2 separate regions of the Drosophila melanogaster genome follow, and region 2 is linked to region 1. A link is a contact called in public Hi-C data. All regions are on one chromosome and are shown on one strand. The core of a region is the stretch at or near the end of the contact, and the rest is flanking DNA. Distances in the headings are between cores, read along the strand shown. Region 1 holds the start of lncRNA:CR44977 (long non-coding RNA:CR44977). Region 2 holds the start of spi (spitz).

Evidence for each region. A called contact is a pair of places that touch in the nucleus more often than the background predicts.
Region 2: a contact with region 1 is called in a Hi-C map of the Kc167 cell line, with 4 times the contacts expected there. The contact joins the promoter of spi here to the promoter of lncRNA:CR44977 in region 1. A contact is called at or near these places in 9 of 107 Hi-C or Micro-C datasets (the Kc167 cell line, cellular blastoderm embryo, embryo and 4 more).

The regions. Positions count from the first base shown.
Region 1 is chr2L:19,157,833-19,161,031 of dm6, reverse strand. It overlaps lncRNA:CR44977 (long non-coding RNA:CR44977), which reads left to right and starts at 1,733. Exons shown (of 2, transcript NR_124379.1): 1 at 1,733-2,285; 2 at 2,367-3,164. The region is part of intron 2 of brat (brain tumor); the gene reads right to left.
Region 2 is chr2L:19,576,059-19,579,178 of dm6, reverse strand. spi (spitz) reads left to right here and starts at 1,864. Exons shown (of 3, transcript NM_134291.5): 1 at 1,864-1,993. msb1l reads right to left here and starts at 1,478. Exons shown (of 2, transcript NM_136147.4): 1 at 1,205-1,478; 2 at 48-1,139. The coding sequence starts at 1,381. The coding sequence ends at 171. Pmvk (Phosphomevalonate kinase) reads left to right here. Exons shown (of 2, transcript NM_136148.2): 2 at 1-86.

The DNA of each region.
Region 1 (3,199 bases), core at 484-2,983:
TGTTAACTTTCGATAAATATTTGCTATCTACTTTAACATTTTCAATTAGAGATGTACCAACTTCGGGTTGCCTGCGTTATCTATTACGTGGTGGTAAGCAACGCTCTCTGATAATGAAAACTCGCACATGAACCCAAAACAAAGCAGAGCAAAACACAACGAAATTGGTACGACAAAGATTGGCGGGGACAGAAGAGGGAAGAAGAACGACCCCGACCGAGTTCTAGAAAATCTCAGAAAGTAACAAAACAGCACAGGAAACGCATTTACACAAGGCGTTCGGGTTGCGATGGCGAATCGATTGGAGATGGCCCAAATCGCTGTTGATAAAAGAAGGATCGTTGTCAATTGTATCTGAATTGTAAATCAGAAAATCTTCAAAGCAGCTGGTAATCTACAGTGATCACTGGGCGAATGCGAATAAAAGTGAATTAGATCAGACTTGTAAGTCTTTAGGTAAACCCAAGAAGATTACTTTCGACTGCTCCAAACAATACAGTAACGAGCTAGAAAAACAAGGAAAAAAACATAAAATTATAATTGTTCAACCCTTCTGTTTGTTTAGGGTACAGTTGTACCTATTTATAAACAGTAAATTCTCGAGTTTTCAAAAAGGTTGCCCGAGCTGGTGTTTACGATAAAGTATAAAGTGTAAACTAGTGCAAAAACTAGTGCAATTTTATGATTAATTTAAACAATCTTCTTTTCTGTTGCTAGCAGCATGCTTTTGCATTTTTTAATCAAATAAATATCTGGCCGGGGTCCTTTCTAATTCCCGCTTCCGAGTAATCACTGCACACAATCAGTTCGACGCAAAATATAAAGCCCGGCGACAGCTTTTTTAATCAGTAAGCGTAGTTTTTTATTTCTTAGCTCTGCTGGCGACGCAAATCGAGCGTGAAACAAGACACATGGAGTAAATAGCATTCGATATGTTATGTTTCGTCTTTCCGTTCTGCTCGTATCCATATCCACATGCTTGTACGCCAAACCCCAAATACTGGACCCAGAGACACAACACAGATAGGAACAAATTTGAAACACGTTTTTAGATTTTGGTTTCGGTTTTGTTTTCGCCTCTTGTGTTTTTGCTTTCGGCGTAAATAAAACAGGCACTCACTAACTCACTCGAACCGGCAGTTCGTATATTAATGAGAAGCCCCAAGCGTGGTTTGCACGTCGATCAGTCTGTCAGTCTACAGTGATTAAGTTTAAAGAACATTGCCGTAATAATTTTGGTTTAAAATACACACAGAAACAAGAAAACAAACTCGTGTTTTATTCTTCCGCATCGCAGCGGCAACAGCAACAACAAATGCAATAACAATAACGATATCCACAACAATACCCATGAACACAGTCGCTGCCGACGCGAATCGAATGTTGTTGGGGAATTGTTTGAACAGTTGTGTCGCGATAAATAGGCTCGACTTTCGGACTTTTTGGCCGGGGGAAGGTCGTCGCGCATTGGAGTTGAAGGAAGTGTGCACACCTCTAGGCTTCAGAGGTTGATAAACCATTTCATCATTATCAGATTATTGTTTGCTCTTGCAAATACAGTGGTTATTGACCAGGGGAATATACAGAATAGTATTCCGCAGAAAGAGAATATGAAAGCAAAGTTAAGGTCGAGGGGATATGTACAAGCGAATTTGTAGTATTGCACAAACTGAAAAAATATCTTAGATTTTCTACATTTTTCACTCTTATTTTATTTATGTCTTTGGCGAGCATCAACATTACACTTTTACACCAACTGCTGGCCGTGACTGTGGAGAGCAGACTGTGGCGCAGAGCTAAATAAGAAATGAGATAATAATAACAAAAGCGTAGAAACGTAGAAGTTAATGCAAGCAAATAACAACAATGCGCGCGGACGTCGAAAAGAACAAACACACATACACAAACACGCTCATAAACAAACGCCAAAGGAGGCGAAGACCAGGAGGGGGAAAAGGCAAGAATAAAATGTTTTGTTGCATTGCAACAAACAGCAACAGCAACAATGCAAGTGATGCGCCGCCAGAAAGAGATAGATGCACGAGCAAGAGGAAGCGCAGCAGGAAAAAGGCAGCACCAACACACTGTCACTCACTCACACAGGCATACATACAGTCACGTACGCGATTCTAAACAAGTTGATGAACTCTACGGCATCGGTGGAAGAAGAAGAATGAGCAGCAAAACTAAACAATTTGTTTCTGGTGCTTTTGTTCGCTTGTATACTGAGTTAACATTTATTTGCTGCAGATATGTATATCTTGTAGCATACGTACATAGGCTAGGTATGTGTATGTTTCTGTTGCACTTAGATTTACTTAATATTCCACTAGTATTAATACTTTATATTGCTTCTTTTCGCACAGTTCACACGCACGCACACACACTAGCAGCAGCAGTAGTAGTGTATTCTCTCTGAACGCGACGGGAAGTGAACGCGAACAAGCGCCAAACTGTTGTTTATCCGGCGAGTGTTAAGAACTGAATGAGAATGAACCAGCATGGCGAAGAAGAATTTTACAAGACGCGGAACGAGGAACGGAAACGAACGGGAACGGAACGAACGAACCAAGCCGACAAAAGCGGCCAGCCGAAAAAACTCACTCAACCAGTTTTAGCCAGCGGGAGAGCGAGAGAGACAAAGAACCAGCGAACGGGACCGAGAGAGAGCGGGAAATCTAGTTTCTGCAGAACGCCACGGGGAATGGATTGGCAATTGGAACGGGTGTTTGTATGCATGTACATACCTACATACATGCGGCGATGAGACTGACCTCTGACAACCTCCTACACTCGCACACGTACATATGTATGCGGCATATGTACTCGAACAGAACATAAATTGCGCGAGGGAGCAGTGCACTCCAAGTATTCCGGGCTCTGTATGTACATATGCGAGTGGGAGTGAGCTGCACTTACAAAGAGAGCGGCAAAGGAGACGGCGGCGATGAAGTCGGAGAAGAAGAAGCACGAACGAAGAACGAAGCGCAGCAGAAGAGCCCGAAAAAGGGCTACAAAGAGCGGAAGCAGTGGAAACCGCGCCACTGGTCGTGGGGTAACTTGTACTATCTAGCCATTTTTTGGGGGCTAAGCCCCATGCATAGAACCAGTGCAGTGAGTCAAAAGATTATCATCCGCGTTTATTTTCGGGTTTGTTTCGCAATAAACGATTATTTGTATTCGCATAAACTCTGATTTC
Region 2 (3,120 bases), core at 615-3,114, 420 kb before region 1:
ATAATACTCATGAGCAAACTGCATCCATCAATTTATGTGCACAATGTACTGGCAAGCAAACTAATAAAATGATTTATTAAAAGATGAGTAATAAAAGTATGTGTCGTGAGAAAAGACTATGATTTGGTGGGTTTTGATGGACATAAGGCAATAGTAGCTACTAAGCTGTGTTAGTAAACGGGTCCGCTGAATCCCTCTGTGCCAGAGATTATCCGCAGTTGATCGTTGAAGCTCTGCGCGGGCGGAATCTGATTCTTCTTAGAATCCTTTTCCATTGAACGGGATCGCAGATGCGGCTTATTCTTAACGCAACTGAGTGGAGTTCGCTTTTGTGCGGACAGGGGGGTACTGTTTGTCTTGGGCGTAATGGATCCTCCGGTCACCGGGGACCCCTCCTCTTGGTCAACATAGATCTTTGGCTTGTTGGCTCTGGCGGGCTTGCGCGGTGGCACACGACGCTTGTGACCCAAACGCACTCGCTCCAAATGTTTGTTCGACGGCACTTCTGGTAGCTGCTCCTCGCCAGCGACAAAGGAGGCCATGCTGCTGCCAGTGCTGAGATTCAGGGTCAGTGTTTCCAGGATGTGCTCCAGCATCTGGGCCTCGCGTGCCTCCTCCTCCTCGTCGTCGCAGAAGATGATGGGTGTGCGATCGACGCCCAGGCTGGGCGATCGGGGATCACCATGGGGCTGCTGTTCTGGCGGGGGCGTGGCCATTTTCACCTGGCCCTGCTCCAGATTCGGCTCCTGATACGGCAGCAGCTGTTGCTCGCAAGGCAAGGTTTCTTCCTGATCATAGGGCAGTGAAACAATCTCCAGGGAAATATTGTTGTGTGCAGCAGACGGCGGTGTGCCGAAGCTATCGCAGCTCTCCTCTAAATCCACTTGGGGCGGTGATGCAGGCACTGCTCTCTGTGCTGTACCCACCCTGGTGTCCACGAAGAGATCGGCGAATGTGTCATCCATATTAAGCGAACGAACCTCATCGAGGACCAGTGGAGTGCGATTCAGCTGAGGAGAGCGAGGATCGTTCAGGGAGAAGCCCTTGAGCAAACGTTTTCGCAGCATGGAGAAGGCATTTTCACTGGTGGTCACATGCTGCTCCTCCTCCTCAACGCGAGGTTTTGACGCCTGCAAGAACTACAACGCAGCCATCATTACTAGGGTTAGTAATATCAAAAAATACCTAATGCCTATAAACTCACGGTTAAAGGCGTGCGGCAGCCATTTGGTGATCGAGGATCGAGCAAAGCGTTGTTTTGCTCTCGATTCGGCGTCGTCATTTCCATTTGTTCTCGCTTTTCGCTGGCCAGGCGCATTTTGTTTAGTGTCGGCGTATCCGGCAGATATTCACCTTCCATTTTTGTTGCCTTTGCTCCCATTTTAATCAAATAATCTGACTTATTTTGCGACTTCTCACTAAATGTTGCGGGGTAAAATAAAATCGTTGCCGCGCATTTGTTTTGAAATGGCGTCGTGTGGAGTTGCCGGATCAGGAAATGCCAACTGGTAACAGTATTGTTAACGTCAGTCTAGCTATTTTCAAGCCAATTCTAGCAGTGATTACAAATGGATTTTATCACTAGTTCTTTCATTATTACTAATAACTAACTAATCGTTACAAATATAAATAGAAATTAAACAACGTTTGGGATATTTAGAACTTAAGTCTGTAATGTTTAGGTGGATTCTTCTTGTTTTACTCCTCTCAAATAAATTTATGAATTGATTTTTATTTATAGTACATAAGAAAATGTAAAATTCAGTAAACAAATAAACTAATATTAAAGTTATCAGATATTTTTTTTAATTTCGCTTTACAGCACTGATTTTTATGCTGCCTCGCGATAGTGTCATCTCCCTCCAGCTAAAGTCTGGCAACACTTGTTCATTTAAGACGCGACACAACGAATTGTACTCTTTCAGTTTTTCAAAAAGAAAATGGCATGAAAACAGGCCAAAAAAGTGCGACAAACGAAGAGCTAAATCCCAAAGTAAGTGGTAAAGTAAGTGATAAACATCCAAATGAAAGCAACCCAAATGCATACATAAATGCGCGAGTGTGTGTGCTAAATTATAACAGTAGTGACTGTGTACCTTCACGGAAAAAGGGAAATGAAGACAGGAAACTGGGTTTTTTTACTCCAGATGACTATTTTTATTGAATTTACGCAGTTGCTGTACTAAATAGGCGAGTGTTTTTGTGTATGTGTGTGTGGGCGCCGCAAGCAGCAGTAAATTCTCCTGTGTGTATATGTGTTTTTTTTTTCTATGGCCGTCTCCTTTTTACACACACTAGCGCACAATACAGCTGCGCCTTGTTTTTTGCCGACATTTTTTCTGCTTAGTTTTATTTATTTTATTTCAATTAGGCAGACAAATTATTTTGCTCGCTTTGTGGAGCCATCAATGTGGGTTAGTAAGCTAAAGTGCTGCGTAAAATTGCGCTATTGTTTTATTTGCCAATTGTAGCGCAAAAAGTAAGCAAATTGTATACACACAAACGCCAGAGCGCATGTCGTGCAGACTTTCTCTCTTGCTCCAAATTGCGAGTGTATGCATCTGCGTTCGTGTGCGTGTGAGTACTGAAAACAACCGAATTTCATTCATTGCTCATTTCCGAGAAAAACTACACGCTACACTCGTCGCCATCTGCAATTGCACCTCTGTGTGCGTAAGTCACTGTATCACAAGTACATTATATGAACTATGTATATAGGAGCCGCTGCAGTTGTGCAACATGTTAATTGATTCCAGGGGCTGCTGGGCGTGGCAGGTGCAAAAGCCCCTTCCACCTGGCTTCTATTTACAGAAACTTCTTCCCACTTCCAGAGTTCAACATTCTTGCTCTTCCCGTCGCTTGACCGCGTTTTTCAAACATTCCACGAGCGGTCTTAGCACACTCACACCGGCACGCTATGTGTGTATACATACGTATGTACGTATATTGATTTCAATCAACTTTGAAGCGCGCTCTGGCCTTCTCCTTCGCTCATTCGGCGGTGTGCTATGCTCTGCCTGTCTCTCTCGTGCTCATCTGTCAATTGAGCACCACGTCCGTTTGTCGGCTCATCAGCAATTTACACAGACACACACTTCACCGCGCTGCATCCGTGTGGGT